6 separate regions of the Mus musculus genome follow, and regions 1, 2, 4, 5 and 6 are each linked to region 3. Evidence: chromatin contacts called from public Micro-C, promoter capture Hi-C and targeted proximity ligation data. All regions are on one chromosome and are shown on one strand. The core of a region is the stretch at or near the end of the contact, and the rest is flanking DNA. Distances in the headings are between cores, read along the strand shown. Region 1 holds the start of Aldh3b2 (aldehyde dehydrogenase 3 family, member B2). Region 2 holds the start of Gstp3 (glutathione S-transferase pi 3). Region 3 overlaps Kdm2a (lysine (K)-specific demethylase 2A). Region 4 has its middle 7.4 kb from the start of Gm51271. Region 5 has its middle 4.8 kb from the start of Gstp1. Region 6 holds the start of Unc93b1 (unc-93 homolog B1, TLR signaling regulator).

Region 1 (4,158 bases), core at 1,178-3,677, 360 kb before region 3:
AGCTGCTAAGATGGGCTATCGGCTCTGAGAGCTGCACCCTTCTGTAAACACCACACCGACTCCTCTCTCCTGCTGCCCTGCCCCAACCTATTTAAGCTTTCATCTGCTTCCAAGTCCCCAGTGGTTCCTGAAAGGCGAGTGCCTAGTCCAGCCTGTGAACACCCCATTTCTGGAATTTTTTCTGAGCTACCTGTAGCCAGGCATGACATGTAGATGGCTGGTCCAGCCCCTTCTCATAGCATAGCACCCTCAGCAGCCTTCCAACCTTCTGCTTAGACAGAGAAGCCCCCTCAATAAGTTTGGGCAGATCTAGTGACTAAGGGGGACTTACTTTGTCAGATCGTAACAGGATCCCAAAAGACAGAGCAGTTGCTCACAACTCCATCCACACCTGGAGGGTGGCTTTGTCCCACCTGAAGTGACATGACCATGGACCCAGATCAGATTATTTGGTGGAATCTGCCTGTCTGAAGTGTGTTCATTAGTTGCTTTCCTGTGACTTCTATTAAATGTCCTGATACGGACAAGTTCAAGAGGGAAGGATTCTCTTGCAGCTCATGGTCAGAGGATTCAGTCAGCTTCAACATCTGATGAAGTTAAGGATCTTGCCAAGATCCTGGCAATCCATTCAATGCTCACTTCAGTCACAGGTGTCATCCTCAGAGAGAAGCAGAGGGTGAGGATGTAGTTCAGTTGTATTTTGTCAAGTGTGTGTGAGGCCAGGAGAAAGGAGAAAGGTGATATGGGGTGATGTGTCTTAAGACAAAGGTTATGTAAACACAGGAGGAGACTGGAGAGGTGAGACTACAAACCAGACACCCGGAGCTGGAAGAGGCAGGTGGCTCCTCCCCCACAGGCTCAGGGGACAGGCCTCAGCATATTTTGTTTTTGTTTCTGTTTTTGTTTTTGTTTTTGTTTTTTTTCCTCTCTGAGGCAAGGTCTTGGTATGTAATCTTGGCTGTTCTGGAACTCATGGCAATCCTCCTGCCTGAGCTTCCCAAGAACTGGAACTACAGGTGTGAGATACCACACTCAGCTTGGTTATGGATTTGTGTCTTCAGTGTTATGAGAGAACACAGCTCTGCTGTCTCAGCCACTTTGGGATATTTGTCTCCTCAGCCTGGCATAGGACAGAGCAGGGTACAGGAAGCTCCCTAGTGGTTTGATTTCACACTCTGCCCATTGCTCTCAGGGTCATGACTGTGTGGGGTCCTCTCTGGTTTAGTTTTCTTTAAAATGTATCACTAGTGAGTTAGGTTTCACACAGCCTGTAGCCCACACACAGTGTAGCTTTGCAACTGAGGGTGGGAAGTCATCTTTGGGACCCACCTGATGCTCTCGGGAAGGCCACCCCGTGTAAGCCATCCTGTGTCCCTGCCCCCGTTCCTACTGTGCTCCCTTCCTGGGCCCATGGACACTGAGCTCTGACACTAGCAAAGATTCGTGGGCCAGAGCTTTGTACTGTGCTGTGGCTCCTAATGGCTGAGCTCCAACCACAAGGAGAGGTTATGCCAGACACCCACTGGCAAAGACACCCTCTCTTCAACCCTGAACTGGGTGTGTGTTTGATGCCTGGGTCAGGGAGGGGTGGGGCATAGGGTCTGGTCACCAGTGAGGGACAGTGGCAGGGCTCTGTCTCCTGCTTCTTAGACCCTAGGAGGTACTCGGTGAGGTACAGAAACACTGGGAGCCTCCAGTGCCGCAGCCCCAGACACACAGCCAGAAGCTGTGAGCTGTCTTCTCACTCCCAAGAGAGTGTCTCAGAAATCATGATACTAAAGGGCTGGGAGATTGCTTGGTGGTTAACAGCACTGGCTGCTCTTCCTCAGAACCTCCATTCAGTTCCCAGCACCCACATGGCATGTCACACTATCTATGACACTACTTCCAGGGGATCTGATGCCCTCTCTGACCTCTGTGGGTTATCAGGCATACATGTGGTGCACAGATACATGGTAGAAAACCACACACATGTGCACACACACACACACACGCACACACACATTTATGACATTAAGCTCAAAGAGGTTAAATAATTTGACTAGATCTCACATGTAAATAGGAAATAAATAATTTCCCCCATTGAAGCAATCCCCCTGCCTGCAAAGTCTCCTCCACAACTGCCAGTGCCCTTTTCCCTACTCCATGTGTGTCATTTAGTCACAGGAGAGTGGAAATAAAAGTCCCAAACCTTTTTGCTCTAGACAGGAACACTGTCATTGTGTGTGTGTGTGTGTGTGTGTGTGTGTGTGTGTGTGTGTGAGAGAGAGAGAGAGAGAGAGAGAGAGAGAGAGAGAGAGGAGATGATTTAGCCCCAGGAGGCTTCCTGGAGGAGGTGGTATCGATGTCAGGAAACTGACGAGGTTTGTCTTCACCTTTCACCCCCATGACTTTTCTCCTCACTAGCTGACTCCTTTCAGCTTCTCCAGAACATTCAGACGCACAGAGAAGCCCGTACAGCCTGCCATTCCGGTTCCCTAGAGCTGTGCCCAGGAGGCAATGAGGGAGGGAAGGCGTGGAGTTTAGGAGACAGCTGCCCCACCCACCACCTGTTAGAGCTTCAAGACCAGGCGCTGCACTGCCAGATAGGGCAAGGCAGTGTGACCCCACCTAGAAGGATCGGCAGAGGCAATTGAGAGCCTGGCTACAAGAGTTGCTGCACATCTGGAGCCAGAATGTCTGCTGCAGAGACAGGCTCGGAGCCCTCTCAGGGGTAGGTGGGGCCTCTGGAACTGGTGGCAAAGGGGCCTCAGTACAAAAAAAAAGGCCCTGGGTGGGGGACGGATGTGTTGGGAATACAGATGTGTTGGGATACGGAGTCACGGGTGAGGGGCAGGGCTAGGAGCTGAGGGTTTGAGACCAGCAGTGAGCCTATGTCATTACAACAGGACAGCCTAGGTCATTACAACTCTACAACAGGACCGGAGGCCTAGGTCACAGGTACACAATCATCTGCCTGCTTCTTCTGAGCCTCACGTTCCTGTTACATATAAGAAACACCCAAGAGTCTCAGGACGAGGGGCAGACCTCATCCTGTCTGGAGAAGCTCCATGATGCTAAGGTGGCAGCCGCACAAGCAGATGGAGACCTGGCAAGGGACATTAGAGCTGCCACCAGGATCAGAAAGGAGGGGACCTCTTGGGAGGCAAGATCAGAGCTGAGAAGTTTGTCTGTCTGTCTGTCTGCCTACCTGTCTGTTTGAGTCAGGGTCTCACTGTGTAGCCCTGGGGGTTCTGGAATTAACTGTGTAGACCAGGCTGGCCCCAAACTCACAGAGATCTGTTTGCCTCTGCCTCTGGAATGCTGGTGAGCATTACCACACCCAATCCAGTTTTAGGTTTAAAAAGCTATGTTACCAGTGGGGCTCAGTGGTTTTTGCCTGTCATCTCAGCTCTCTAGATGTTGAGGTAGGAGAAGCATGAGTTCAAGGACAGCCTAGACTGCGTAGTGAGAAAACAGGGGCGTTGTGGATGACAGAAGGCTTGCCTAGAGTGCATGAGGCTCTGTTTCTGATCCCCCAGGACTGAATAACTGAGTGTAACTGCACATGTCTATAATCTCAGCACTTGGGAGGTAGGAGTGAAAGCATGAGGGTCAAGGGTTCTAGGTCATCCTTTGATAGATAACAAATTCAAGGCTACACAAGATCCCATCATCATCCCACCCCCATGCCGAGTGTGATGACCCCAGCACTCCAAGGCAGAGGTAGGTGGCGCTCTGTGAGTCTGAGGCCAGCCTGGTGTACATGGAGTGTGCCAAGCCAGCCAGAGCCACATAGTGTGATGCAGTGTCATTAAAAAAATAGTGTTGCTCACTGTGGCTCTGGAAACATTACATTCTCTTGGAAAATCTGGAAGCAACTGAAAAGCATAGAGGAAAGGATAAAAACCATGTGCCTAGAAGCTCAGCATGGTGGCACACATGTCACCTCCATACCCAGAAGCAGGGGGACTGCTTCAAGTTGAAAGTTACAGAAAGAGTACCTGGCCAGCTAAGACTGTGCAGTGAGATCCTGTTCCCATCACCACTTCCACACACCTGCCTCACATCAAGCAAAAGCAGCTGGGCATGAAAGCTGGGAAGCCGCTGTTGGCAGAGACAGGGATCCCCCTTGGTTGCAGTGACTAGAGCAGCTCAAGGAGTGAGGTCTGGACTCAG
Region 2 (3,956 bases), core at 1,332-3,831, 270 kb before region 3:
TGCAGCCGCCAGTCTTCAAATGCTCCTCCCACTTTCAGAAGAGCAGTGAGCCCCTTGAGCTGCAGGCCTGCCTTGTGACTCTCACACTGGGGACTTGCTGATGGCCTGCAAGTGGGATAGGAGAATCCAACTGTCCATGGCCTCAGATAACACATGAGAACTGGCCACATGCTTACACATGGGACACACTCAAATATATGTGTCACTCCTGAGGGTAAGTGTCTGCCCAGAATGAGTTCACCAAATGAGGATTTAACTAGCTGATACCCTTAGGGCTATAGCTGTATTCCTCTTGGATGAGGGAACCCTGTAGGATTAAAGGTCAGTCGCCTCCCAGCAGGAAGTCCTCTAGTAGGACCTGGAGGTTTAGAGCCCTAAAGGCCCTCTTTCCTGGCAGCTCTGGGCCTGACATTTTAGCAAGGGTAGCCTAGGTGTCAACACGGTGTCTTCATCCTTGCCCCTTAAGCTCACTGCTTTTTTTTTTTTTTTTTTTTTTCCCAATAGGCCCTGGCTGTCCTGGAACTTTGTGGACCAGGCTGACCTTGAACCCACAGAGATTCGCCTGCCTCTGCCTCCCAAGTGTTAGGATTAAGGACAAGCCCTGCACTGGCTCCTGCCATCAGTTTTATTGGTCTGGGGTGGGGGCTGGGGGAGGCAGGTGGACTCACATCTTTATGCAAGCAGCCAGGGGCCGGTTCACATGCTCAGGAGACTCCAGGAAGGCCTTGAGCTTGGGTCGGGATTTGAGGCGCGCCACATAGGCGGAGAACAGGGGAAAGTCATTCAAGTAACCAGGAAACAGGAGCTCGAGATTCAGAAGCACGTCCAGCAGGCGGTAGTCCGCGAAAGAGATCTACAGGACGGGGGAGTGACAGGGCTGGAGCTGAGGCAGGACTGGGAGAAGCGCCACAGAGCAAAGCACTGGATGCTCCCTGCTTCTGCCTCTGCATCTGGCCTCAGTTTACCCCTCTGAGAAAGGATCTGGCAATGAGTGGGTGGGGAAAGGCCTACCCAATGCTCACCTGGTCACCAACAATGAAGGACTGGCCACCCCTGTTCTGGGCCAGGAGAGTTTCAAATGGCTTCAGGTGTCCCGGAAGCTCCTTCTGATACTGGTCCTTGCCCTCCTTCTGTGGTCAGAAATGTGCAGCCAGAGTGACCGAAGTGATCTCCCTTTCCTGCCCACCACGCTTGGTCACTAGCCTGTGGCTCCTACATACCAGGATATGGCGATACTGCCGGGCAATGCGTCTGAATAGGTCTTCCAGTCCATCGTTCACCATGTCCACCAGTGCTGCCTCTTGTTGGTCTTTGCCATAGAGCCCTGGGTCAGCGGGCAGGCAGCAGGCTCAGGTTCTGTACTTGTCCCTACATGTCCACTCAGTCTCAGCCTGGGTCTACTCTCTAACCTTAATTGGAGGTCTTCCCTGCCTACCTCTGGGATGTCATTAGAAAAATGATACAAGTTGGAAACTCACAGCCCTGGCTGTACAGACAGCGACCGCCCAGCAGCACACCAGTAGCCTTCTGGAACCTGGGCCCTGCATGATCCTCTAGGGTGACCCAGGTGGGACATTGGTGGCTGCAGGTGAGGCAATTCAAAGCCCCAGGACATTTTGAGGAACATCTCAGGTGTCTCTCAGGGCTTGGCTTCTGGACTCACCGAAGGAGCGGCCCAGGTGCCGTAGGATAGTATTGGATTGGTACAGGGTGAGCTCTCCATCCTGGAACTTGGGGATCTGTCCAAACAACTGGGAGAAGATCCCTCTGTAAGGGGTGCTGAACCTGGCTGCCCCCAATCCTAGACACAGCACCCTAAGGCTGCGCCCCAACCGAATCCCCAAGGGGGAGAGGGAGACAATTACTCACACAGGAAGCCTTGAATGTGCCTTGCTCCCAAACATCCAAGGTCACCACCTCCTCCTTCCAGCTCTGGCCCTGGTCAGCTAGAAGCATGCGCATAACCTCACAGCGCCCTGTATGGGGGTGCAGGATGAGGACACAGCGAAGAGATCTACTCTCAGAGCATCCTGGGAGAGTTTGGGAGAGTGGAAAGCTGACAAGAGGACTACACTAGCTTGGGAGCCTCATAGGGAGGGGAGATATGTGGTGATAGAGGCCATGTCCTAACATTATCTTGGAATGCGAAGACCCAGCCCCACCATGGCACAGGGAAGGAAGGAAAAGTGACAGACAGTGCAGCTATCTACGGAGGCTAAGAGGGCAGTCCTGGCCCCACCAACCACAACTGTAGTCCTGCCCCAGGTCTCTGTCCCGGCCCGGCCCCAATACAGTCTTGGTCACGCCCTTCCTACACCACTGTTGGGGATTCCCAGGAATGACCCAGAAGACTATTGTTTGTGCCCTTCGTCTTGAAAGTGCTGAGGCCACACCTCGGGAAGGGAAATAGACGATGGTGTAAGGTGGCACTAGGAGAGATAGACAAAAAGCACGATGAAGGAGGACCTTGCCTGGGCTGCAGGGCCAAGGAGCGGTTAGTAGCAGGGGTGAGGTGGGGGTATAATTGCCCCCGCCCTTGCCTCCAGGTTTCTCCTTACTGTTGGGCGGATACAGTGTGGTGCAAGCTCAGCAGGAAGAGAGGAAGTGATCGGGGCCTTATATTGACAGGAAGACTCCACCTCCTCAGACATCCCACACTGCCCCAGAAACAGACCAAGTCCTGGTGTTCAGTGTACCAGCTTCCTGGCAGACGTGGTGGGGGAGGGCAGACTCACCTTTCTATCTGTGGTGCAATATGCTACTGGAGTTTTGCAAGAGGCACACATGGTCACATGATAAGCCTCCCACTTAACACGCCCAAACCACTCGGTTTCTTGTGTGCTCAGGGGTTTGGACAGTGCCTTATATGCAGGTAGGCCTCTACCAACAGTACATGGTATAATAATAAGTGCTCCTTGTAAAAATAAGGCAATGTAGAGGAGCCGTGGTTAATCCCAGCACTTGGGAGGAGGCAGAAGCAAGAGGATCTCTGAGTTCAGCCCAGTCCGTCTGGTCGACAGAGTTCCAGGACAGCCAGGGCTCCAAAGAGAAACCATGTTTATAAATGACAAAAAATAAATAATAACAATAACCATAATAATGGCAGTGTCACCTGGAGTGATGGCACACACCTTTAATTGCAGCACTCAAAGTACAAAGGAAGGTCGGGCGGCACGCCTTTAATCCCAGCACTTGGGAGGCAGAGGCAGGCAGATTTCTGAGTTCGAGGCCAGCCTGGTCTACAAAGTGAGTTCCAGGACAGCCAGGGCTATACAAAGAAACTCTGTCTCGAAAAAAAAAAAAAAAAGTACAAAGAGAGGCAGCCCTTTCGAATTCAAGGCCAGACTGGTCTACAACCAAGATCACCAAGCCAGCCAGAGCTATATAGCAACCAAGCCAGCCAGAGCTATATAGCAAGAGCCTGTCTTTTCAAGAAAAGAATAAAGGGATTTAAAAAAAATTTTTTTAAAGATTTATTTATTATTATAAATGAGTACACTGCAGCTGTATTTAGACACACCAGAAGATGGCATCAGATCTCACTATGGGTGGTTGTGAGCTACCATGTGGTTGCTGGGATTTGAACTCAGGACCTTTGGGAGAGCAGTCAGTGCTCTTACTCGCTGAGCCATCTCACCAGCCCTAAAATTTTTTTTAAATATTTATTTATTTATCACATGCAAGCACACTGCAGCTGTCCTCAGACACACCAGAAGAGGGCATCCAATCCCACCACAGATGGCCGTGAGCTACCATGCAGTCGCCGGGACCTGAACTCAAGACCTCCAAAACAGCAGCCAATGCTCCCAACCACTGAGCCATCCCTCCAGCCCCCCCTTTTTTTTTAAATAAAGGGATTTTAACTAATGAACTATCCCCTCCTCTCTTGGTGATGCTATAACAGAAAACTCTTAGCAAAGAGTTAAGCCTTACATGTACCAGTCCTCAAGGCTAGC
Region 3 (4,270 bases), core at 1,256-3,755:
AGACAAAACAAAAATACAAAAGCAAAACAAACAAACAAACCCCAACAAACTGGAGGGGGAAGGGGAATAACCAGAAAGGGAGGATAAAAAGATATCAAATAAATAAAACCAAAATAATCGTGGGTCAGAGAAAGCCCTTGGATACTACTGCAAAGGCCAGACTGAACATTTCCTTTACCTGGGCTTTGTCCGAGCTGTCTTCCTGGTAACACTTTGGACACTCCCAGCAATTTGGCAATTCCTCGTTCAGCAACCCCTCTCCATCCATCTATAGGCAGATAGGGATGTTTTAAAAAGTTAGTCACTTCTGCCTTCTACATCACACAGTAAAACAGGTAGGAAAAAACTGAAAGAGTTGTCCATTTCTAAACATACTGGTCTACATGGGAATAAAGACTGAGATCTAATGAGCAACAAACAGTCCTAATATTGGCTTTCAGCCACCTTGATTCTTGGCTGCTTGACCAAAGCTAGGCTCCCTGAAGACTTTTCAGGGTCTGGGCCAGTTTAGATTTGAATTTCTTCTCCTAAATATCTCATGTCAACGTCATCAGGCTTGATCTTGCTATTTGGGCAAACTAATGAGATTCAGAGATCAATATTACAGTGACTCAGTGTTCTCAACTGTAAAATGTAAATTCATGTAACAAGATATGAACTCAATTGCTTGAGAACAAACCCTGGTTTGTTCAAAGTGTTTATGGCTAGATACAGTGGCATTTGCTTGTAATTTCAACACTTGGGAGACAGAGGCAGAAGTAAATTTAAGGGCAGCCTAATTTACAAACTGAGTTCTGAATGAGCCAGTACTACACAGGGAGAATGTCTCAATATAAAAGCATATCCACCCACCCACCCATCAACCTACCCACCTTTGAGATGGGGAAGGGTGGGGTGTCTTACTATGTTACCAACGCTGATTTCAAACTAAAGGTATTTTCCCACCTCTGAGTAACTGGGATACAGGCATGTCATCATGCTAGTCACTCATGTACCTGAAACCTAAATTTGACAGACCCAGTCTCACAGGCATGTTCCACCTGGGGCATTTTAGGAATATATAATTTAAATCATATCATATGACTCCACCTTTGAGGTTGCATTCTAAATATCCCACCCCTACCCCAATCACCTTTGCCACCATCCCTTTAAGCTTATATTCTGAGATATAATGAGGGATACAGCGGGGACACCTAGGAGCTTGAAGCATCCTCAAACATTTCTTCAAGTTTCATTACAACGGCCTTAAGATTTCCAACACACTCTCCAGGGCCCTCTGGGATATGTCCCATGACCACTGGGACATTAACTGGTCTGTTTTGTATACCATTCTCTCCTCAGAAATTACTAGATAGCCTGATACACAGGAGACACCTGAACAATGGGCTACTATTCTCCTCTGTGACAAGGCAGCTCAAAGTCCACAGTAGGGATAGTACCAGCCTCTACTGATAGGTGTTCCACTCTCTTGTCAAGGGCCTTTAGGCATCTATTTACCTGGAGGCAGCCAGGATGAACTATCTCGTTGCAGATGCAGCATTCCATGAGTTTCTTTTCAAAGTCCTGGGTCTCTTCATTCTGATCTACTTCTCCACAGAGAGAACACGTAACTGAATGAGGCAGTCTGGGCTACAAAAAGACAAAGATCAGAAGACCAGATTTTGAACCTTTAAATTTCATAGTCCCTTTAAATGAAGATAGGAGACTTGGTTCACTTGGGGTGTACAAAGACAAGATAGTAATGACTGACAAAGACTTGGGACTGAACTGCCTAGAAACTAGACCATCAAAGGCAATTAATTCACTCTTTGTTGGCTTGTCTTTTCTTATTAAGATAACTTCCTTCAGGGGGCTGGAGAGATGGCTCAGCAGTTACGAGCACTGACTGCTCTTATAGAGGTTCTGAGTTCAAATCCCAGCAACCATATGGTGGCTCACAACCATCCGTAATGGGACTCAATGTGCTCTTCTGGTGTGTCTGAAGACAGCTACAGTGTACTACTCATATACATAAAATAAATTTTTTTTGTTTGTTTGTTTTCGAGACAGGGTTTCTCTGTATAGCCCTGGCTGTCCTGGAATTCACTTTGTAGACCAGGCTGGCCTCTGCCTCCCCAGTGCTGGGATTAAAGGCGTGTGCCACCACGCCCTGCAACATAAATAATTCTTAAAAAAAAAAAAAAAAAAAAAAAAAACCCAAAAAAACCAAAAAAGACATCTTCCTTCTAAACCCATCTCAGTTAAGTCTCCCTGACTTTACATATACACAATTTCTCTGGCACCAATACCAAGCCTTGCAAAATTTTCACTCGGATCACTTACTGCTAAGCACTGTCGGAGGACACAGGATTGCTTCATGCGTCCAGGTCCACCAAATTTCTTCATGTCCCTGCAGTAGTGGCAGACTCCACATTCTCCTTGCACACAAGCTTTGCATTTCCTGCACCGCACTCTTCTCCGCCTGGCTCCTGACACAATGGGGGAGGCTGCAGCAGGCCTTACAGGTGTTAAGCGTGGAGCTGGCTTCATGGTGTGAGGCTTTGTGATGGGAATTGTAGGAACCCTCACCTTTGGCCTGGTAGGGAATTTAAGCTGGAAAAAGAAAAGCATGGTCAACTATATCCAGCTGCTTTAAAACTGAAGAGGGCAGAAGACTGCTCTGTAATGTACCTGGCCTAGGACTGGCAAAGAGATGTCTGTAGGCAAAACTGGCCACAGTAGATTTTTTTTTTTTTTTTGGGGTTTTCGAGACAGGGTTTCTCTGTATAGCCCTGGCTGTCCTGGAACTCACTCTGTAGACCAGGCTGGCCTCGAGCTCAGAAATCCACCTGCCTCTGCCTCCCAAGTGCTGGGATTAAAGGCATGCGCCACCACCGCCCGGCACAGTAGATTTTTATAAATAAATCTTTATAAATAAATTTTTACTGGAACAAAGCCATGCTTTATTTATGTATGTACTATCTATGGCCATTTTCAAATGCTATATAATATGACCATTTTTGTCTGTGTGGCATACAAACACACAGAATCTCCACAGAAAAATATGCTAACTTCTGTCTTAACACTGCTATCTCTTTTAATTTAGAGAGCTGTAAGACTTGCTCCTCCCTAAAGCTTTCTGGGTTAAGTCTGATGGTACTTATGACAAACCCCTAAACAGGCTGACAAAGTCCTAGATGCCTTATTCATTTATCACTCCAAATGGAAGTTCACATGACTTGTTATTCTGCATCTAATAACATTTAAGTGTGGAATAAATTTCAATGTTTATAATTTTGATACATGTTTATTTACCCTGCTAGAAACCTTTTCAAGGATAAGAACCATATCTTATATTCCTTTAGTTTCTCACTATTTCTTAAATAATTTTCTGCCATGAAATATCTAACAGCCATAAATGACTGATTTGTTTTGAGGCAGTCTCTCATGGCAAGTGAGATTCCTAGACCCAGGAAGAGGGAGGTGGCTCTTTAAAGATACTATTCAAGTTGGGTAGTGAAGGCCCAGAGGCAAGTGGATCTTTTGAATGCAAAGGCATCCGTCTATAGAGTGAGTTCCATGACAGCCAGGGCTACACAGAGAAACCCTGTCTCAAAAAAAAAACCAAGAATATTCAACCTAACACTTTAACATTCTGCCTAATACGGCTTTGCTGGAGAGAAGCTTAGTCTGGCTCACAGTCAGGACAGAAGACCCTGTCACAGACAGCAAGGTAGAAAGTTACACAGGAAGTAAGCTATGAAGTATGTAAAACAAAGGACAGACAATGTATCTGCTGATGGAAATTCTTTTTAATCTTAGCTGGGTGTGATAGCAATCTACCTGTAATCCTAGCAAATAGGAGGTAGAAGCAGATCATGAATTCAAGGTCAGCTCTGGAAACTTGCTGAGACCCTGTTTCAAAAAGGGCAGAGTGGTAAACTCTTAAGCTCACGGTCTCACCGTATCAACAACAACACCTCCCAGTTATGAGATACATATGGACAGGTTTAAACTAGCTTTCCCTCATATTTAGCTGAGTTTCTGCATCAGGAGAATAATGATATCTATTTTGGTCAACAATGCAGCAAAGCATCTGAACCCGGTGATAGTTTTGTTAAGTCAACTTCAAAGAGAGACAATTACCCTGAACTATGAGTCAGGACAAAACCAAGTAATGATTAACCATCCGTATTTTATTTATTTCCTCATTTTTTGAGATAAGGTTTTGCTATGCAGCCCTGACTGGCCTGGAACTTACAACAATTTTTCTCCCTCTATTTTCTGAGTG
Region 4 (3,986 bases), core at 261-2,760, 490 kb before region 3:
AAACATCAGGCCTGGAGTTACCTTTGGTGGATGAACACTGCCAGACACAGTGGTGGGGCTCAGTGGAAGAGAGTATAATGTAGGGTATCAAGTCAACAGGCTGGGTGCTGCCTGAACGATGACCTTGAATTCCTGATCCTCCAGTCTCCCAAGTGCAAGGATCCTTGGGTAATATGCACCATGCCACCTAGCTCATTCTATTCTTTGAAGCACTTACAATGCTTAGGTACTGAGAAAGAAAGAGGGACTGAGGGTCAGCACGGAAGTGATTTGGGTCACTGTAAGAAAGTTAGGGCTTGGGGAAGAGGCCTGACAGGTGTTCTTGGTCTGGGGGTGGGGGTGGGGGCTGAGGGGGAGGGGGGTTTCTTCCAGCCTCTGGAGATGAATAAAGGGCAGCCCGCAGCACATTTCAGGAACCTTTGTCACAATAAAACAAGCCGTTTTTTATGGTAGCTGGAGAGATGGCTCAGTGGTTAAGAGCACTGACTACTCTTCCAGAGGTCCTAAATTCAATTTCCAGCAACCACATGGTGGCTCATAACCATCTGTAATGCCCTCTTCTGGTGTGTCTGAAGAGAGACAGTGTACTTACATACATTATATAAATAGTACTTAAAAACAAACAAACACAGCTTCTTTGTGCTCTTAGAAAACACTTCCGCCAGGTGTGGTGGCACACGCCTTTAATCCCAGCACTTGGGAGGCAGAGGCAGGCGGATTTCTGAGTTGGAGGCCAGCCTGGTCTACAAAGTGAGTTCCAGGACAGCCAAGGCTACACAGAGAAACCCTGTCTCGAAAAACCAAAACAAAAAACAAACAAAAAACCCCAACCAAACAAACAAAACCGAAGCTGCTTAAGAACAGACTCTTTTCCATCCAGGACAGTTAGACCTCACCAGCATCATCAATGTATGTAAAGGCCATGTGGTTAGTCCCACTCCTGGGTCCGGAAACCAATGGACTTGACTCTCAGAGAGCACGCCCACAGCTAGAGCCACTCCCACAGGACCCCCAGCTCTCAGGTGTCCTCTCTACAAGGTTTCAACAGGATGGTTGGCAGGGAGTCTGGAATCCGGTTAGACCGGATTCTCCCTGCCATCCTGCTGGCTTTGGAATTCAGCCACTTCAGTGAAACTGGGGGAGAAAGGGTCAGTCCTGTCTGAACCAGTAGGTCTTTCAAAGTAGCCTCCTCTTCCCTTACCCCATTTCCAAGACGATGGGGCCTGGCCAAGGTCACACCGAGTGGGCAATGGCACTGTTAACTCTTTTACCTGCTTCCTTTTATGACTCTAAGAGGTTTTGAGTACAGGACTTGGGTCGGTCGGATAGAAGTCTCCCCACCTCCTAAGCAACGATGATAAGTGTCCTTGAGATGTTACTTGGGAGTTTACCAGAGATGACAACTCAAACACAGTTTATTGAAAGTCTTTATTCCAGCTGGCTGGGGCTACACCCAAGTATCCAGGGACCCAACTGTAGCCAGCTGTGTCCAGAGCACAGGAGGCTTGAAGGTAAAAACCACTTCCTGGAGTCTTGGCTGTTTGAAGGGGTTCTGCACACACAAGCAGTTCTAACAGACGCAAATGCAAGTTAGCTAGGACATTCTGACCTTGGGTTCCTAGAATAGACTTGGGTAATTTTCCATGGGATTCTCCATGAAGATTAGATTCTAGTTAAACCCGAAATGATCGAAGCAAGAATATAAGGTGGAGGGACCTCTGCACTGTGGCGCCGGGTCAAAGAGAAAGGAGATGTGCCCAGGGTGGGCCATAGCATCCTGGGTAAGCAATCACTGCCTCCTCCTTACCCTAAGCCTCAGCTTGCCTATCTGTACAGAGGGTCCTCTGCAGTGGAAGGGCCATCTCAAGGGCACCAGGTTGAAGTTGGACTTCTAATGGCCATGGCTGACTGAAGAGGGAAGAGTCCAGAGCCTGAACTCAGTTTTTTTCCGTTCCCAGTCTGGAACTCTCATCTTTCATTTTGACCTCACACTATCTGGAGCCTTTTTCTTTTTAAATTATATCTATTTAATGTGATTGTGTGTACGTACCATGGTATGTGTGGCGAAAGTCAAAAGACAATTGTAGGGATTGGTTCTCTCCCTCCACCATGTGGGTTCTGGGGAAGAACTCAGGTCGGCTGGTTTGGTGACACTGTTACCCAGGGAGTCATCTCACTAGCACCGGAGTCTTCTTAAACATTTCACTTGCTCTGCACCCCAAGGTACACACAGAGGTGGGGTGAGCCAACAGTCGTTAAACAGACTTTCATCTGATTTGGCCACAGGCACTCACTCCAGAGGACTCACCTCTACAGGGATCCCTTTACTGCTCAGGGTTTGAAGCAGGAGCCTTCTGTGCTGTTGCATTTAGCTTTGCAATGTCATTTCTCAACACAGGGAATTGAAGTGTCACCAAGATGCAGTGTTTGAAGGACTTCTTAGCTATAAGTCTCAGGTGGGTTGAGGGCCTTTGAGCAGGAGAGTTAATGTGAATGACAGACCCATGGAAGCCTCTCTGAGATCTGTATACCTAAGCCACTGGCTTCTATCCTTGCAGGCTGGGGTGGGAGGGCCTGACTCCTTGATGGACTCTCACACACCCAAGATTCTCCCTTTCCCATCCTGTAAAACTTCAAGACCCCCCACATCATGCTGTGGTCTCTGACTCTGCAGATAAACTGTGGCCCTTCTGTTGTTCTGTTCTGTTTTGGTTTTTCAAGACAGGATTTCTCTGTGTAGCCCTGGCTGTCCTGGAACTCTCTGCCACCAGGCTGGCCTCGAACTCAGAGATCTGCCTGCCTCTGCCTCTGGAGAGTGCTGGGTTTACAGGTATGTACTACCACTACCTGGCTTCAGTTCTGATTTAGCGAGCAATTCTGCTTCTGGAAATACTTGTCTCTTTTTTTTTTTTTTTTTTTGGGGGGGGGGGTTTCGAGACAGGGTTTCTCTGTATAGCCCTGGCTATCCTGGAACTCACTCTGTAGACCAGGCTGGCCTCGAACTCAGAAATCCGCCTCCCGAGTGCTGGGATTAAAGGCGTGCGCCACCACGCCCGGCTGAAATACTTGTCTTTTTTGTTTCCAAGTTGCTGCCCTCAATCCCAATTAACAAGCTAAGCACGAAAGTTGTTCTCTGAGCCATATACTGAAGGTGCACAGATCTGTTACTATCTTAAACTGATGCGAGTAAGACCACTATTGTCCATGAAGCCTTTCTATATGTGAAACCTATTTGCCCATGTTAAGGGTTTAGTGGTTCACACCTACAGGATGAAGGAGCCAGGAGGACCAGGGGTCAAAGGTCAGCCTTAGAGGCATAATGAGTATATGACAAGTCCAATCTACATGACACACTGTAACAAAAGAAAATGAGACAAAAGATGTTTGATTTGTTTAGTTTAAGCTGCTCTAGTAAGCATGCCCTAGTTATAACCCTGCTCACCCACCTGCATTTGAAGGTGCCAGGAACCCCAAAGATTGGAAAAGTGTCCTGGCTCAGCCTCATCTCTGAGAAGGCCACATGGCCAGGGTTTCTACAGGTTTTGCTCTTGGCTGACACTTGGAATGACACTGTAGGACCTCTTAACAGACCACAGCCAGCCCCTACCAGCCTCCGGGAATCTTGCAGAAAATAGGCAGTTGGTGATAGCTATGGCTTCTGAAGCTATGGCTCTGCATCCAGTCCTTTAGGGCATGTTTCCAATAACAGCCTATGGAGTAGGAACAGTTTTTCCACCTGATGCTGAGAAGCATGTGACTTAGAGAGTCACACCTGTGACCCTAACGCTCAGTGGGCAAGAGCTGGAGAACTGCTACAAGGTCAGTCAAGGCTACGAACACTGTCTCACCTCGTTTCCACCCACCCACCCTTAAAAGAAAAAAAAATGGAGAGCTCAAAAGGAGATGCCTGGAGGAGAGATCTCCTCATCAGAAGTCACACAGCTCTAGGGAGCATAGCCTCCAAAGACAGGTTTATCTATGTAATG
Region 5 (4,067 bases), core at 528-3,027, 300 kb before region 3:
CAAATAAAGAAATCAAACGGTTCCTGGTTCCTCCTCCTCCTCCTCCTCCTCCTCCTCCTCCTTCTTCTTCTTCCTTTTTTTTGTTTTTGTTTGTTTTGGTTTTTTTTGAGACAGGGTTTCTCTGTATAGCTCTGGCTGTCCTGGAACTCACTCTGTAGACCAGGCTGGCCTCGAACTCAGAAATTCACCTGCCTCTGCCTCCCAAGTGCTGGGATTAAAGGCGTGAGCCCCCACTTCCCGGCCCTTCTTATTTTTATTTTATGTGTGCAAGAGTTTTGTTTACCTCTGTGTCTGTGCACTGTGTGTGTGCCTGGTGCCCATGGAGACCAGAAGAGGGTGTCAGATCCCCTGGTACTGGAGCTATAGTGGGAGCCACCATATGGATGCTGGGAACTGAACTTGGATCCTCTGGAAAAGCAGCCTGTGCTCTTAACAGCTAAACCATTTCTTCAGCCCCAAATGAAATGTAATTAAAACAAAGAAGAAAAGGCCTACTTAGTGTAACATAGTGCTTCTATTTGAAGTAATCTAGATTTTAAAAGAAAGTTTTATTTTATTTATTTTAATTGAGTGTAAGAGCTTGAGGTAGAGATGGGTTCGATTCTCAATATCCACATGGCAGCCCACAACCATCATAGCTCTAGGGCCAGGAGATCCAATGTCCTCTTCAGGCTTCCACAGACACTATATGGAATGTGGTGCACAGACATTCAAGCAGGCTAAACACCATTCACATCAAACAAAGAGGCCTGGAGAGATGACTCAGTCATTAAGAGCACTGGCTGTCCTTCCAGGGGCCCAGGCTCAATCCTGAGCTCCCACATGGCAGCTTGTCTGTAAAATTCAGTTCCAGAGCTTAGAGACCCTCATATAGACATATGCAGGCAAAACACCAATACACATACAATAAAAATAAATCTTTTTTTTTTTTTTTTTTTTTTTTTGGTTTTTTTCGAGACAGGGTTTCTCTGTGTAGCCCTGGCTGTCCTGGAACTCACTTTGTAGACCAGGCTGGCCTCGAACTCAGAAATCCACCTGCCTCTGCCTCCCAAGTGCTGGGATTAAAGGCGTGCGCCACCACCGCCCGGCAATAAATCTTTTTTTAAAGGATAGTGTGAGGGCTGGCTGCTATTCCAATGGACCTGGGTTCAGTACCCAGCACATGACAGCTCACAAGTGTCTGTAACTCCAGCTCCAGGGAACCCAACGTCATCACACAGACTCATTTCACATAGATACAAATGCAGGTGAACACCAATGCACATAAAATAGAAATAAATAATTTTTTAAAAAGTGCTATGTGGGGGGCTGGTGAGATGGCTCAGTGGTTAAGAGCGCTGACTGCTCTTCCAAAGGTCCCAAGTTCAAATCCCAGCAACCACATGGTGGCTCACAACCATTCGTAACGAAATCTGACACCAGAAAAATGACACCATGCTCCTTCTTCTATCGCCCTATTCCTCTGAGGCAGGGTCTCTCACTGAAGCTGGAGTTCAAGTTTCTTTGGCTAGGCTGAAAGCCAGCGATCCGCAGCCATCCTCCTGACTTCAGGTCCACACCTGACTTGTTACCTAACTACTAGGATCCATATGCTGGTCCTCAGGGTCGCACAGCAAAGGGCTGCTCCTCACGGTCGCGCAGCAAAGGGCTCCTAAATGTTGAGCCCTGACTGTCTCCAGCATCTGATCTGCATGTTTGGAAGGACAGGGGAAACGCTCCTGATAAGAAGCTTAGCTTAAGGCCAGCCAGCTCCCAGGGGCAATGGAGAGATGAACTTAAGCTCCCAGCAGGGTCTGTTTGCTCTCGTGCTTGCTCATCTTCAGTCTTTCTGTTTGCCAGTCTCCAGCAGCTCACCTGACTCTTCTCTCCCTCAGCACAACTCAGTTTTTAAGAAAATTTCTGGGGAAACTTTGCACAGGGGATAAAGCGGCTATGCATAGCACAACCCCAAACCCAATTCTGTCAAGTACTTTGTGCTAAGAATATTTTAAAGATCTGAGAGGTGGCTTGGTGCTCAAGAGCACTGGCTGCTTTTCCAGAGGACCCAGGTTTGGTTCCCAGCACACAAGGCATCTCTAGCTGCCTGTAACTCCATTTGCAGGAGAGCCATCGCCCTTTCTGCCCTCCATGGACACCAGCACAGAGCTTGGGAAAATACTTATATATATATATATATATATAATAAAAATAAGTAAATCTAAAATAAATAAGTAAATAAATAGATAAGCAGCAGCTGAGGAAATCCCCTTGTAAAAGGCACCGTGGCTTGATGAAGTTTCTTCCGCCAAAACTCACAATCTCATTCAACTGTCAACATGACAGTATTGAAATAGCCAGGCAGTGGAGGTGCAAGAAGTCAGGCAAATCATTAACTTCCAAGGCCAGCCTGGTCCACAGAGTTCCAGGACAGCCGGGACTACACAGAGAAACCCTGTCTCAAAAAAAAACCAAAATAGACAGACAGACAGACACACACACACACACAGGAGAGGGAGGGAGAGAGAGAGAGAGAGAGAGAGAGAGAGAGAGAGAGAGAGAGAGAGAGAGAGAGAGAGAGAGAGAGAGAGAGAGAGAGAGAAAGATCAGGAAAGAAAGGAAGGAAGGAGGGAAGGAAGAAAGAAATGCTACTAAGAGGTGTTGGGTGCTGGTGACAGACTCCTCAAGAGTGCTTTATCGCTGAAGATTAGATTGCCAGGCTCCTCTGTGACACCTGTGTCCTTCCCCAGGTGTACTTCTTCCTTGCCAGAAGCTGGGTGGATTCAGATACAATGTTTTTTTAACTCCAGAACCCTGTAGCCTCTCCCCTGTAGACAAACAGTATCTTTTCAAGATGCTAGAATGTATCGAATAACGATTAGCTTCTACTCAGCATTGTAGCATTGTCCCTGTCAGCTATTATCAAGTAATCCCTGTGTGCCATGGCAACGTGAATACTGGCAACATCTTTCATGTTGGTCCTAAGTAATATTGACGCTCAGATTGCTCCTTACCCTTCCCAGGGCAGAAGGGAAGAGGCTGCAGACTTGAAAGAGGGGCTCCTGAAGGACAAGACAGGGAGCCAACACAGAGTCAGAATGACAGGCAGGTGATTAAATGTTAAGGAAGCTAATGAAGGGGAATGCAGAGCTCAGCTACAGAGTGCAAGATCCTCAAGGTGAGCGCCAGGAGTCCAGAAGGATGGATGGATGGCTACTTGAATGGGCCTCATCACACAGTGGGGATAGGGCCACCGTAGAGGTGGAGCTCAGGTGAAGCTTAGAGATTCTCTTCCAATTGGTCCCTGGTGGCCTTGCTGTGTGGTTGAATGACAGGCTTCTATGGGGTCTGGTGAAGTTGTTGCACTTTTCCTTGGAGTGTTTGGTAAGTTCTTGGGCTCATTTTTTTTTCACACAGTTTTAATATACACACTCGCCCATGGGTTCCAATCTATATTGAGTAGCTTATAGACGGTGTCAGTCAGAGACTGTGAGTGGTGCTGGTTGGATAATGGTGATTACAGGCACAAAGGAGATGCAGTCATCCTGTGTCTGCATTTACACTCCAAGGAAACACTCAGCCCAAAAGCCACTGTCTCATGCAAATTAGAGCATGGTGGTGACTCAGAGCATTTAGTGGATGGTGACAATCTACACAGTTACCTAGCCTCAGGGGTTCTCTTACAACAACAAAATCCAGGCTGAAAAGAGAAATGTCCTTCTCAGCCTTGGCTGTCCTGGAACTCACTATGTAAACCAGGCTGGCCTCGAACTCAGAAATCCGCCTGCCTCTGCCTCCCAAGTGCTGGGATTAAAGGTGTGCGACCTGCCAAGAAATGTCCTTCTTATCTTCAAGCACAGAATATTGAGGCCAAGGAGAGAAACTTGCAGGAACAACCTGAGCACAGTCCACAGCTGTGATCACAACATTTCAGAGATAGACACTCACACATCACCAGCAAGGTAAGCAGAGGCCCTCTGTATAGTTTGTGACCCTTCACCAGGCCAGCCTCAGGTCACAGTGCCTCAGTCTATCCCAAGGCAGGGAACTAGCTTGGCCTGTAGCCAGGTGTTGAGTGTTTCTAGGACTGA
Region 6 (3,984 bases), core at 532-3,031, 390 kb before region 3:
CTCTGGTACACAGAGACCTCAGCCAATGTGATTGAAGGGTGCATTCCTGAGAGGGGTGGGGCTTCTTTTGGGTGCTTCCTCTCAGCCTCTGTCAGAGCATTCACATATCGCAAACCTCACATATCACACACACAAACACACTACACACCATGCACACAATACACTATACACATATACCATACATACCACAAATGTTACATGTAAAATAAACATACATATACATACATATACACAATACACATATCACACATACATACACACATCACACACACATACATTACACACAAATACATACCACATACACTACATATCAAGCGCGCACACACACACATAGACACATCACACACAGAGACATATACACACTCATAGACACATCAGACACACACCACACACACAGTCACATCACACACACACACACACACACAGGCACACCACACACATAGGTACATCACACACACACATAGGTACATCACACACACACAGACACATCTCACACACACTCACACACACCCACACATACCCACACATACCCACACACACATACCACCTTGCCCTTTCCACTCAGTGCCCACTGAGCCCACTCCCTGTGGTACACCCCTCCCTATTCCAGCTGCTCTCTTCTCATTACGCCTCACCTGACCCCTCTATCCTATAGGATTGCATCCTCTCGGGGTCTCAAAGTCTACTGCCATTCCCAACAATATGATCACTCAGCCACAGGCTCACCACGGCTACCACATGAGACTGTAAACACTGGTGTCCACTCTGCAGCCACACAGCTTCAGAGCTTCCTAGTGTCCACTGTGTCCCTCCTGTCCTGTGTCTTCCATGCCCCAGATGATGGCACCACCCTCTCTCTGTTCTTTCACTTTTATTTTTGAGACAGTATCTCATGTATTCACTTCAAATTTCAAACTTGAGATGTAGCAAGATGACTCTTTGAATACCAGGTCTCTTTTCTCCACTTCTTGTATGCTGGACTTACAGGTGTGCACAGCCATGACCACCCCAGGATCACCCCAGGACTCTGCTCATGACAGGAAGCACCTGACCAACTGCACTACATTCCGCCTTTGCTCCCTTCATAGAGCCAACAAAAGCCCACCTTCTGCTTCACCACACATACAAAAGTCACACACAAACCAAAAACATATACAGACATGCCACACAGACAAACCATACCACATACACACACTAACCACACATTACAGACTGCATACATACACGTACACCACACACATACTACATACACCATACATACACACTGTACACACACATAAAACAAGCACACAACACACATACACACACAAACCACACTACACACATTGCACACACATACACATACACCACACACATCACATTCACATACTATATACACCGTACAGCCGGGAGTGGTGGCGCACGCCTTTAATCCCAGCACTCGGGAGGCAGAGGCAGACGGATTTCTGAGTTCGAGGCCAGCCTGGTCTACAAAGTGAGCTCCAGGACAGCCAGGGCTATACAGAGAAACCCTGTCTCAAAAAAACAAACAAACAAAAAATTATATACACCACACACAAATAAACCACAGCACATAAAAACCACACACACACACACACACACACCACACTACAGACTGCACACACATACACCACACACACATAAACAAAAATCACACACGCATGCACACACATGCACCACATATATACCACACACACATACCGCGCGCACACACACACACCATGGACAGTATTAGGAGGAGGCGGCCCACACTAGACGGGGTGGGGCCTACTAGACAGGGCGGTCTTTGATGAAGGAAGTCCCAACCAGCTGCTGGTGCCCAGAACTGCAAGCCCTTGATCTGGATCTGGTCATGGAGGTGGAGCCTCCGCTCTACCCTGTGGCCGGGGCCGCGGGTCCTCAAGGGGATGAAGACCGGCACGGAGTTCCTGATGGGCCAGAGGCTCCCGTGAGCAGGGCAGGGAAACACAATGGGACACCGGACCGACTGCCCCGCGGGGCACCCGGGGGGGGGGGGGGAAGGTCCCTGGGATGGGAGGCCCCCTGTACCCTAGGATGAGGGGCGGGGCTCCAGACTGGGGACCAGGGTCTCAGAGTAGGAACACACTCTGGAATAGGGGATGGGGCTCTGAGTGGAAAGCTGGAACCCGGAGTGGGGAGCAGGGATTTAGAGAAGAGACCAGGACTCCGGGTCAGGGGGACAGAGATCCAGAATTGTGGACTGACACCCCGAGTGGGGTGCGGGGGCCCTGGGATGGGGACTAGGACCCTGGATGGGAAACCTGAGTTCCTGGAAGCCGGGATAGGGTCTGGAGTCCGACCGGGGAGCCAACATGTGATTAGTGATTGGCCCGCAGTTGGACGAACTCGTGGGTGCGTACCCCAACTACAATGAGGAGGAGGAAGAGCGCCGCTACTACCGCCGCAAGCGCCTCGGAGTGGTCAAGAACGTGCTGGCGGCCAGCACGGGTGTCACCCTTACTTACGGCGTCTACCTGGGTAGGGAGGACACACTAACCCTGCTAGCCCTCTGCTTCCCCTCCCCCTCCACTCCCGAGCTTGGAAAGAGAAACCTTGCGGCTAGCTGGCCTCCTTCCCCTTTCACTTCCCGGGTCACATCTGCTGTTGCTGTGGCGTGCACTTGGGACTGGGAGGCGGGGTGTGCCACAAGCCAGTGTGCCCCCAACCCAGCCAGAGACTCGGTGCGGGAGGCTGGGAACGGGAGTCTTGTTCTTATCCTGGTCCTGATGAATACAGGAAAGGGTCGCTTAGGTGACTCGGCGCCCTGCCAGCCTTGCCGTGAGCTTGTTTAGTTGTTCTGAGCCAGACTGATTAGAGCTCTCTACGATGCTCCCTGTCCCCAGGCCTCCTGCAGATGCAACTGATCCTGCACTATGATGAGACCTACAGAGAGGTGAAGTATGGCAACATGGGGCTGCCGGACATCGATAGCAAGATGCTGATGGGTATCAACGTGACGCCTATCGCTGCCCTGCTCTACACACCTGTGCTCATCAGGTGCCAAACTTCTGTTTCCGCGCCCCCCCCCGACTTTGTGGGGTACAGAGACTGTTGGATCATAAGGCCACCTGCTGCCCTCCTATTTTGGACTGAGGCGAACTGCAGAGAGGCCTTGCTTGTTTGGAAGAGTGAGAAGGAAAAGGGGAAATCCCAGCTATAGAGGAGGAACCAAGAGATCCCCCATCCCCCCTCCCCCCATCTGCACATTTGGTTTCATGGGGACTCTGGCATCCTACCAGACAAACTGTGACTTCCTGGGCTACAGCCTTGAAACCCCCAGCACAGCCCAGGTTCTCAGCCCAGTGAGCCATGACTATGTTGAAAAAAAAAAGGTCTCACAGAAAAGGTCTTAGCTGCAGAGGCTCAGGTTGGTCAGGCTGGAGCTCTAGGGCACATATGGTTCAACCTCCAGGCCATTGCAGAAATGTTCCCCAGCCTGATGAGACTCCTGAAATGGGTAGATTGGGGAGGAAGGGTTTATTTCACATGATAGTCCATCATCCAGGGAAGTCAGGGCAGGAACTCAACCAGGTAGGAACTTGGAGGCAGGAGTGGATGCAGAAGCCATGGAGGAATGCTGCTTACTGGCTTGCTCAGCCTGCTTTCGTATAGAACCCAGGTCTACCACCCCAGAGGTGGCACCACCTAAGTGGTCCCCCCGCCCCCCATCCAGAAGCAATCTAGAAAATTCATCATAGGCTTGCTTCCTTACAGGCTAATCTGTTGGGGGCATTGACTCAGCAGAGATTCATTCTTCCCAAGTGACTCCAGTTTGTGTGTCAAGTTGACCATCAACTAACCTGCACACAGGCTCTCACCCAGGAGCCTCAGCTGACTCTCAGGATTCTTCTAGTTCAGCCTCCTGGGTGCTGGGACTACCGGCTGTGTTATCACGCTGGCTGGCTTTATACCTCTTAAAATGTATCACCTCTAATGCAGAGTAAAGTCTTATTTTGTTCCATC

Evidence for each region. Promoter capture Hi-C pulls out the DNA fragments that hold promoters and counts their contacts. Hi-C and Micro-C count contacts between places; a contact is called where the count stands out from the background.
Region 1: a contact with region 3 is called in a promoter capture Hi-C map of embryonic stem cells, with 2.1 times the contacts expected there. A contact is called at or near these places in 6 of 39 promoter capture datasets (embryonic stem cells, neutrophils, pre-B cells and 1 more) and 3 of 9 other capture datasets (adipose tissue, embryonic stem cells and liver).
Region 2: a contact with region 3 is called in a targeted proximity ligation map of embryonic stem cells, with 37 read pairs. A contact is called at or near these places in 2 of 39 promoter capture datasets (the C10 cell line and cranial neural crest), 8 of 130 datasets of targeted methods (embryonic stem cells, pancreatic cancer cells and pro-B cells) and 3 of 9 other capture datasets (adipose tissue, liver and pancreatic islet).
Region 4: a contact with region 3 is called in a Micro-C map of embryonic stem cells, with 4 times the contacts expected there. A contact is called at or near these places in 1 of 484 Hi-C or Micro-C datasets (embryonic stem cells) and 1 of 9 other capture datasets (adipose tissue).
Region 5: a contact with region 3 is called in a targeted proximity ligation map of epiblast stem cells. A contact is called at or near these places in 1 of 39 promoter capture datasets (cranial neural crest), 6 of 130 datasets of targeted methods (double positive thymocytes, embryonic stem cells, epiblast stem cells and 2 more) and 3 of 9 other capture datasets (adipose tissue, liver and pancreatic islet).
Region 6: a targeted proximity ligation map of embryonic stem cells shows a contact between it and region 3, with 2.1 times the contacts expected there. A contact is called at or near these places in 3 of 130 datasets of targeted methods (embryonic stem cells, memory CD8 T cells and pancreatic cancer cells) and 1 of 9 other capture datasets (liver).

The regions. Positions count from the first base shown.
Region 1 is chr19:3,969,901-3,974,058 of GRCm38.p6, forward strand. It overlaps Aldh3b2 (aldehyde dehydrogenase 3 family, member B2), which reads left to right and starts at 2,428. Exons shown (of 10, transcript NM_001177438.1): 1 at 2,428-2,713. The coding sequence starts at 2,676. Aldh3b3 (aldehyde dehydrogenase 3 family, member B3) reads left to right here. Exons shown (of 10, transcript NM_028545.2): 10 at 1-538. The coding sequence ends at 47.
Region 2 is chr19:4,056,866-4,060,821 of GRCm38.p6, forward strand. It overlaps Gstp3 (glutathione S-transferase pi 3), which reads right to left and starts at 2,582. Exons shown (of 7, transcript NM_144869.3): 1 at 2,559-2,582; 2 at 2,394-2,429; 3 at 1,870-1,976; 4 at 1,664-1,751; 5 at 1,221-1,324; 6 at 1,023-1,130; 7 at 608-853. The coding sequence starts at 2,559. The coding sequence ends at 665.
Region 3 is chr19:4,326,631-4,330,900 of GRCm38.p6, forward strand. Kdm2a (lysine (K)-specific demethylase 2A) reads right to left here. Exons shown (of 21, transcript NM_001001984.2): 14 at 2,323-2,592; 15 at 1,498-1,629; 16 at 179-268. Among named protein-coding and RNA genes, the nearest start is that of Grk2, 23 kb to the left of the region's middle.
Region 4 is chr19:3,841,456-3,845,441 of GRCm38.p6, forward strand. No RefSeq gene overlaps it. Among named protein-coding and RNA genes, the nearest start is that of Gm51271, 7.4 kb to the right of the region's middle.
Region 5 is chr19:4,031,129-4,035,195 of GRCm38.p6, forward strand. No RefSeq gene overlaps it. Among named protein-coding and RNA genes, the nearest start is that of Gstp1, 4.8 kb to the right of the region's middle.
Region 6 is chr19:3,933,405-3,937,388 of GRCm38.p6, forward strand. It overlaps Unc93b1 (unc-93 homolog B1, TLR signaling regulator), which reads left to right and starts at 1,782. Exons shown (of 11, transcript NM_019449.2): 1 at 1,782-1,948; 2 at 2,358-2,499; 3 at 2,865-3,018. The coding sequence starts at 1,790.